Linked DNA regions of Mus musculus: region 1 is linked to region 2. The links are chromatin contacts, called in public HiChIP or PLAC-seq maps. All regions are on one chromosome and are shown on one strand. Each heading gives the region's core, a stretch centred on a gene start, on an enhancer-like site or on the middle of the called end of the contact. The rest is flanking DNA. Distances are from core to core; before and after follow the strand shown. Region 1 has its middle 18 kb from the start of Wdr5. Region 2 holds the start of Snhg7os (a long non-coding RNA gene).

What was found. HiChIP or PLAC-seq counts read pairs in DNA pulled down with a chosen protein or histone mark.
Region 1: an H3K4me3 HiChIP or PLAC-seq map of bone marrow-derived macrophages shows a contact between it and region 2, with 4 times the contacts expected there. The contact joins the enhancer-like site here to the promoter of Snhg7os in region 2. A contact is called at or near these places in 2 of 39 promoter capture datasets (liver and pre-B cells) and 5 of 115 datasets of contacts at active chromatin or transcription factors (astrocytes, bone marrow-derived macrophages, embryonic stem cells and 1 more).

Annotation. Positions count from the first base shown.
Region 1 is chr2:27,495,415-27,499,733 of GRCm38.p6, forward strand. It overlaps a transcript of Brd3 not described here. Among named protein-coding and RNA genes, the nearest start is that of Wdr5, 18 kb to the right of the region's middle. Within about 2 kb of position 1,432, at least 60 of the 459 cell types and tissues checked have an H3K27ac peak or open chromatin away from gene starts, as enhancers often do. A contact at or near this core is called in astrocytes, bone marrow-derived macrophages and liver, where this site is marked.
Region 2 is chr2:26,640,547-26,645,170 of GRCm38.p6, forward strand. It overlaps Snhg7os (a long non-coding RNA gene), which reads left to right and starts at 1,575. Exons shown (of 4, transcript XR_003953776.1): 1 at 1,575-2,836; 2 at 3,151-3,221; 3 at 3,303-3,410.

The sequences.
Region 1 (4,319 bases), core at 182-2,681, 850 kb after region 2:
TACATTGACCAGGTGTCCTGCTGACCTCGAGAAGTCCCAAGCCCTTGTGCCTCCCTACACCTTAGCCTGCACGTATTACCCTGTTAATTTGTAATCACCCCGCCGACATTTAAATAACCCAATCATGTGTAACCATGAACATTCTTTTGGCTCCCCCCTTTTGGTTTGTGCTTTTTGCCTTTATAAGCCTGTAAAAAGTTTGGGCCGGGGTCAAACTCCCCTGCCCCCTGTGCGGTGCATGACTTTCAACCCCAGCATGCTGGCTTGAGCGCTCCTTTGTTGTTTGTGTGTTTGTGTGCCATTAAAACCTTGTGTAGTTACAGCAAGTTCAGTCTCAGCGTCCTACTGGGTGCGCGCCTCCCCGAGGAGGAACTCCCTGTGGGGGTCTTTCATGTGGTGCATTGGCCGGGAAGTGCGCGACCACCCAGGGGTCCTAGACCCACTTGGAGGTAAGGCCCTCTGTCTTGTCTTGGTTTTGTGTCTATATTCTGTCTGAAAATCTGGTGCGATCACAGTTTTGGTTTTGCGAATGCTCTTATGAGGCCGCGCTCCGAGAGGGAGAGCAGAGTGGATAAGGACAGATGTGTCTAGGTGTCCACCGTTCGTTCACCCTGGGAAATGTTCCGGGAAGATAGGGGGAGGGCCAGGGACGGCTGGTGGACCCCCGCGGGAAAAGTCAGGAGATAAGTTTTCTCCTTGATGATCTGTTTCTGAGGCCTGTTAATAGGCCGTCTGATTCCTTTCAGGAATTCTGGTTGACTTGGAGTCGGCGACTGGTTTTGTTTTTGAGTCTTGTAGTCTTTGTAATCATTTTTATCGTGTGTGTGACAGAGCTTGACATGGGACAGACTGTGACGACCCCACTAACACTGACTCAGAACCATTGGACAGATGTTAAGACTAGGGCCCACAATCTTTCCGTCGAGGTCAAGAAGGGACCTTGGCAAACTTTTTGCTCCTCTAAATGGCCAACTTTCGGTGTGGGTTGGCCTTCGCAGGGAACTTTTAGCCTGCCTGTTATTCTCGGTGTCAAGCGAGTTATTTTTCAGACCGCAGGAGGGCATTCTGATCAGGTACCATATATCATCGTGTAGCAGGACCTGGTACAAAATCCGCCACCCTGGCTGCGTCCCTGGACTTCAGGAGCCGAGGCAGCGACAGTGGCTGTAGCCACAAAACCGAAAATGACGCCTCTGGGTCCGCCAGAGCCCGTTCCATTGGCCCCCCTGCGGATCTATTCTGAAATTGACAATGCCTTTTTCCTTGACTCCTTCCCACCCCCTTACCCCCAACCAACTTCTCATCCTGATCCCTCACAGCCGCCTGCCCCAGCAGACCCCTGAGTGGCCTCTGAGACAGGACCAGCGGGAGGGACTCGTAGCCGCAGGGGCTGGCCGTAGCCCAGAGGGAAGTGAATCTAGACCAGATTCCACTGTTGCTTTGCCTTTAAGAGCTTATGTAGGAGGACCTACTCCTGCCCCTGGGCAGTTAGTTCCATTGCAGTACTGGCCGTTTTCATCGGCCGATATGTATAACTAGAAGACCAATCACCCCTCTTTTTCAGAGAATCCCTCAGGATTAACAGGAATCCTTGAGTCCCTAATGTTCTCCCACCAGCCCACTTGGGATGACTGCCAGCAACTTTTGCAGGTCCTCTTTACAACTGAAGAGAGAGAGAGGATCCTGCTAGAAGCCAGAAAAAATGTCCCAGGACCAGATGGGATCCCCACTAATCTCCCCGACCTTATAGATGCAGCTTTCCCCTTGGCCCGTCCTGCCTGGGACTTCAATACTGCGGAAGGTAGGGAGCATCTCACAGTCTACCGCCGGACTCTAGTGGCGGGGATAAAGGGGGCCGCACGGCGACCCACCAATTTGGCCAAGGTAAGAGAAGTCCTTTAGGGTTCAATGGAGCCGCCCTCTGTTTTCTTAGAACGACTAATGGAGGCTTATAGGAGATATACCTTGTTTGATCCCTCTTCGGAGGGACAGCAGGCAGCTGTAGCCATGGCTTTCATTGGTCAGTCTGCCTCTGATATTAAGAGAAAGCTACAGAGGTTAGAGGGGCTCCAAGATTATACTTTGCAGGATTTAGTAAAAGAAGCTGAGAAAGTGTATCACAAGAGAGAGACTAAGGAAGAAAAGCAAGAGAGAGAAAAGAAAGAGGCAGAAGAAAGAGAAAACCGGCGTGAACGCCGGCAGGAAAGGAACTTGACTAAGATTTTGGCCGCAGTGGTAGGTGGAGAAAGGTCAGAGAAGGGACAGTCAGGGTACCTGGGCAACAGGGCAAGAAGACCCCCAGGAGAACAGAGACCGCCACTTGAGAAAGACCAATGCGTATACTGCAAGGAAAAAGGACATTGGGCCAGAGACTGCCCAAAGAAGAAGTGGAGGGGCCCCAAAGTATTGGTCCTTGAAGAAGACTAGGGAAGTCGGGGCTCGGTCCCCCTCCCCGAGCCTAGGGTAACTCTCTCTGTGGAGGGGACCCCCGTTAATTTTCTAATAGACACAGGAGCTGAACATTCAGTCTTGACTGAACCTTTAGGACAATTAGGATCAAAGAAGACTTTAGTTATGGGAGCCACTGGTAGCAAGCTTTATCCCTGGACAACCAAAAGGATTTTAGAAGTAGGAAAAATAAAGTGACTCATTCTTTTCATGCCCGTTTCAGTCAGGCAGTACCCCATGAGCCAAGGGACTAAAGAAGGCATTTGACCACATATCAGAGACTGCTACAACAGGGTATATTGGTCCCATGCCAGTCCCCTTGGAATACCCCCCTCCTGCCGGTGCGTAAACCTGGGACAAACGACTATTGGCTTGTCCAGGACTTAAGAGAAGTCAATAAGCGGGTACAGGACATTCACCCAACCATGCCCAACCCTTACAACTTGCTGAGTTCCTTATCACCTGAACCATCCTGGTACACCGTCCTGGATTTAAAAGATGCCTTTTTCTGTCTCAGATTACACCCGAGCAGTCAACCTCTGTTCGCTTTTGAGTGGCAAGACCCTGAAGGAGGATATACGGGTCAGCTAACCTGGACTAGGCTGCCACAGGGGTTCAAAAATTCACCCACTCTTTTTGATGAAGCGCTCCACCGTGACCTTGCGCCTTTCAGGGCACAAAACCCCCAAATTTCTCTCCTGGAGTATGTAGATGACTTACTCCTTGCAGCTTCAACCCAGGAACTGTGCCTCAACGGGACCAAAAAGCTTCTAAATGAACTAGGTGAGTTGGGGTACTGGGTATCCGCTAAGAAAGCTCAGCTATAAGCCGGGCGTGGTGGCACACGCCTTTAATCCCAGCACTCGGGAGGCAGAGGCAGGCGGATTTCTGAGTTTGAGGCCAGCCTGGTCTACAAAGTGAGTTCCAGGACAGCCAGGGCTATACAGAGAAACCCTGTCTCGAAAAACCAAAAAAAAAAAAAAAAAAAAAGAAAGAAAAAAAACAAGAAAGAAAGCTCAGCTATGCCATACGGAGGTGACCTACCTAGGATACACCCTCTGAGAAGGAAAGCGGTGGCTCACCGAAGCTCGAAAGAAGACTGTGATGCAGATCCCAACCCCCACCACTCTGCGACAAGTACGTGAGTTTCTGGGAACGGCGGGCTTTTACAGACTCTGGATACCAGGGTTCGAGACGTTGGCGGCCCCTCTGTACCCACTCACTAAAGAAAAAGTCCTGTTCACCTGGACAGAGGAACACCAAAAAGCCTTTAATAGCATAAAGGCTGCTCTGCTTGCAGCCCCAGCTTTGGCCCTGCCAGATTTGACTAAGCCTTTCACCCTATACGTTGATGAGCGGACTGGAGTAGCCCGCCGAGTCCTGACTCAGACTCTGGGGCCCTGGATGTGGCCGGTGGCCTACCTGTCAAAAAAATTGGACCTAGTTGCCAATGGATGGCCCTCTTGCCTAAAAGCCATCGCTGCGGTAGCCCTACTTGTTAAAGACGCTGACAAGCTTACCCTGGGTCAGCATGTGACTATAATTGCTCCCCATGCGTTAGAGAGTATTGTACGACAGCCCCCTGACCATTGGATGACTAATGCCGGGATGACCCACTACCAGAGCCTGTTGCTAAATGACCGAGTGACTTTTGCCCCACCTGCCATCCTCAATCCTGCCACCCTCCTCCCCCTGATGGATGACTCCCCCCCCCCCCCCCCCCCGTACACCAATGTGCTGATGTCCTGGCTGAAGAAACTGGAACGAGAAAGGATCTGACTGATCGACCTTGGCCAGATGTGCCTGACTGGTACACAGATGGTAGCAGCTTTGTGGTGGAGAGAAAAAGAAGAGCAGGAGCGGCAGTGGTG
Region 2 (4,624 bases), core at 325-2,824:
CCCTGTTCTTAGTGATACTAAAGCTTCCACGCAAAGAGGAAAGGCCAGCTCTGACGAACCAGAATTTAGGAGGCAAGGAGGTGACCAGTTGTTTCCTCTTTTACAAGGACGCTTTGGGGATGAGTCAGGAGGGAGCTCCAGGGAGTTCATGGATTCCAGATGTTTCTAACTAGCCCCGCCTGTGGGGTTGTCTGTGGATCTGAGGCACACAGCAGCTTTTAGAAGGTTGGCTGTCCTCTGCTTCAGGACAGTGCTGGAAGACAAATAATACACTCTGACTACTTGCTGTGTTGTGTCCCGCACAAGTACAGATTTGTCTTTTAAGTCCTGAAACTGATGAGGGCTCCCAGGTGATGGGGTGAATTGTGGGCCTGGGGACACACCATTGAGCACTCTTCTTTTACTGGTGGGCCAGCCCAGCCACACTTGTTAATAGTCCCAAGTTCTTGAACCCTTATATTGCCTGCCTGTCTGCCTTCCCACCTCCCTCTCTCCCTTCCTCCTTCCTGTTTTTTGATACGATGTCTCATATAGCCTAGGCTTCAAACTTGCTATGTAGTTGAAGATAAGTTGAACTTCTGATCCTCCTGCCCCTAACTTCTAACAACTAGATTTTGAGGGGTGAACTGTTATGCGTGGCCCAAAGCCTTGAAACTGGAGTTACAGATGGTTTTGAGTCGTCATGTGGATGCTAGAAATCAAACCTGGTTCACTAAGGAGCGGGCTCTTATCTTAGCCTCACGACTTGTTACCAGTCACTTTTTGTCTTAGTGATCTGTCTTAATTTCCTTTTCTGTAGCTGTGATAAAATACCAAGACAGAAGCAGGTTAAGCAGAAAGTGTTTGGGCTGCAGTTTGAGGTTGCAGTTTAGCATGACAGGGAAGTAACAGCAGTAGGCTTGAAGCAACTGGCCCACATGGCAGGTCAAGGATTAGAGAGTGATGAATGCTGGTCCTCAGATAACCCCTTCTATACTCCAGGATCCGAGCTAGGCCAGAGAATGGTGCCACACAGAAGGAGTTGGTCTTTCCATCTCAATTAACCTAATCAAGATAAGCCCTCCCGTACACCCAGAGGTTCACCTCATGGGTGATTTTAGATCTTATCAAATTGCAAATTGAGATGAACAGTCCCGATCCCTGACCAAAGCAACTTAAAGAAGGAAGAAATATTTGGCTTATAGTTCAAGGGAATACAGTACCGTCATGAGGCAGCAGGCATGGCAGTAGGGCTAGGAGGCAGCTGACCACACAGACCCTACAGTCAGGAAGCAGAGAGCGAGAACGAGTGCCAGAGGCAGTCATGAGGTTAATTGCACAAATTAGCTCCTCTATTCACATTGATCCAAACAAAACTGCAATCTCCTGGACAGAGGGGTGTGGACAATGATTTTGGTGTGGATAGTGGAAGGCAGGATTCTGCTTCCAGAGCAATTCTGCATGTCAGAAAGTTGGAGCAGCAGCAGAGGTAGCAGCTTCAGCAGAGGTAGCAGCTGCGGCAGTGGCAGCAGTGGCAGCAGCAGCAGCACTGGCACCGGCACTGGCAGAGGCAGCGGCAGTGGCAGCAGTGGCAGCAGTGGCGGCAGCAGCAGCAGCACAAGGAGCTGCTAGGCTAGAAGCACAGAGCTGAGCTGAGGCCATGCATCTTTTCACACTCACTGCAGGGCTGGGCCTGCTCTCTGTGGTTCGAGCCACGATGCCTCCTCTGACTCCTGCCAGTCCTGAGGAGGTGATGGCCCTGGGGAGGGAGGACTGAGGGTAGCAACTGGCTTCCAAGCTCAGACCTTGGACTGGGTGTGTCTCAGGCCTGCAGATGGAAGCCACAGGTGATGTTGAAAAAAATACCTCTCTTACGTGCTTGGTGGGATCTTCTCAGGTGGGAGTGGGGCTTGAGCAGGTGTTCCAGGCCATGGTCATGTCTTTCTTCTCACTGTGTGCACTTAGAGACTAAGAGGCTGCTGGGGGACAGGGGAGGCTTGCTAGATGGACGCTGTCCTGGCTCTAGCTGGACTCCCAAGAATAGCCTGCCTTCCTTCCTTCCTTCCTTCCTTCCTTCCTTCCTTCCTTCCTTCCTTCCTTCCTTCCTTTCTCTCAGTGTGTGTGTGTGTGTGTGTGTGTGTGTGTGTGTGCTTCAGAGACACTTCTTATATTCTTCCAATGAGTTGATTTCAGATTTCATCCTGGGTAAGGCCCCTGTGACTGTTGTGTATCTGGGAGACAGAGCCAACTTCCTAATGATTTCAGGAGAAACTGAGAAGTCTGTTCCTTGCCACACCTCAGCACTTTGACTGTAGACAGTGAAGCAGACCGTGGTCAGTCGGTACAGTCATGGTTCTCTCAGGTCACCTCCTCAGCCATGTCCATTCTGCCCTGTCCTCCGGCTCAGCTCCCTGAAGTGAAAGGTCAACCTGTCCTCCAGATCACCTTTCTCAGTTCCCTCTGGATGCCTGTGCAGGGTCTGTGGTCAGGGCTCTTCCCAGGAAGTGTTTCTCCTAGGACGCCTGTGCCCTGTCTGCTTGGTTCTACCTACTGCTGCTGTTGGTGAGAGACAGCCATGGTCAGGACTCCTCCTGACATCCCGGCATCCCGGACCCTTCCATCTTGCACTGAGACCTGACTGCATTCTCCTCCTGCCTCTCACCCACCGTCTTCCAGATTCCCTTCTCCCTGCAACTGTGTGCACTTGTGACCTCCAACTGCAGATCTTGGGAAAGGGGTACATAAGGTGCTGGGCAGGAGACTTGCCTATTCCTGAGTCGAGATGGAAAGACCCGCTGCCTCCCTTCACCTTTGAGAGAAACAGTCTTGATGAGTTGGAGTTCAGGATGAACCTGACGTGAGTGGTCTCTGCGGAGGTAATGTCTGCTGCTGCTGCCAAACAGTTCTAAGTGTGACTAAGCACAGACTGCCTCACCTCTAGTAGTCACTGAGGAATGCAGCATTTTCTGTGTTGCCTGGGCAACACACCAGGTGACCTCTTCATGAGGTCAGAGATCTAACTTGCTGTGGTCTATGCCCATGCTGAATAGGGTGAGAGGATCTCTTGCACAGGATTGCTTGCTTCAGGAGAGGCCAGCATGGGTCCCAGAAATAAGAATGGGGAAGAACTAGGTGCCCTGGGGAGAGCCATACTTGGACCCTGTGTTCTAGGAAACCCATTGGCTGTATTCAGTACAAGCTGCCTCTGTATGAGGGAGAGGACCCTGGTATGTTCCTCACAGGTGAGTATCTGGGTTCCAATTCTTATTTCAGTAAAGGCCCAGGGGGAGATGGACTTCTCACATCACAGGTATTGTCCACAGGGTGGAGGCATGTCATCTACATCCATTTCCTGCCTGGGAAGGAGTCTGCCATTGCCTACTTCAGGGGCAACATGAACTATCAGTACTACCAGCTGCTGCTGCTCATGGGTGAGCTCCACTCTTTGTCTTTTAGCATGGACTCCTGGGGACAGACATGGACTAGGCCCATGTTTAGAAAAACAGAAGTCTGGTTTGCTTCATTCTACTCCTGGGGAGCCTCTCCTGCACTTCCTGAAGTCACCAGGAGGGGGGTGTGTAAGCCCTTGGCCTCTTTTACCTTCAGTCTTACATGAACAATCCTAGTGTCAGAGATCCCACATACTCCTGACCCACCCTGCCCTTGGCTACTCTGTCCCCCATGAGTCAGCGTTTTTATGATCCTGCTCTGAACAGGTTCCCATTGTGGCCCATTTATCACTGGGGACATTGGGCAGCATGAGCAGTCGTCATGGTAGGAGGGGTTGCAGCATTCAGAGGGTGGATGGAGACAGGAAGATGCCCCCCAAGGAAAGTCCTCTTTTCCAAGGTCGGCAGTGGCAGGTGGAGACATCATGAGGAGACCTCTCCCTGCCACCACTGTCAGCACACTGAGGACAAGGTGTCCTTCCCTCAGCCCTCACACACTTCTTATCTCTGTCAGCATTCAGCAGCTCTGTCCCCATGATCCTTTCTAACTTGGGTGTCACTGAGTGGCCTCCTTGTATTCCAACCTGCAATCTCTGCCTACCTACTCTCTCCTCCCATGATGGCTGCAATTGGACTCACCATTTGGAGGCTCTGACGTGGCTTGTGCAGGGTCTTAGGTTATAGCAGGGTCCAAAACACCCTGGCATTTTGCTCATAAACAAGGACTTTAGAGGTCCTTGGACCTTCTTAAACTATCTTTGGTACCCTCAGGTCACTGCTTCCTACTCTATGAGACAGAATTTCTCATGTCCTTCCTCTTTCTGGTCATCACGATATCATTGGAGGCACAAACCTTCACCCTAGTTGGGGCTTTTGGCAAGGCTGTGCTGTGCAAAGGCCTTGTGTTGGAATTTGAAGTGATGTGGTTTTTCCTGTTGGGAAGGACTTTGGGTGCGGCATCTAGAGTACAGTATCCTAGCAGGAACCCTCCCACTGCAGGATAAGCCTGTCTTCCTCGGGGGTGGGGCCTTGGCCCAGGTTGGGAGATGGGCTTCCATTAGGAGAGGCTGGTTCTGGGCTTTGAGGAAGGACAATCTGATGGTTAAACCTCTTGTTTTCTCACCTGGTACTCCTTCTGTCGTGGATCTCAGGGCTTCTGTCCTGGAGGAGCTGGGACAGTGTGGAGCAGGGCATCT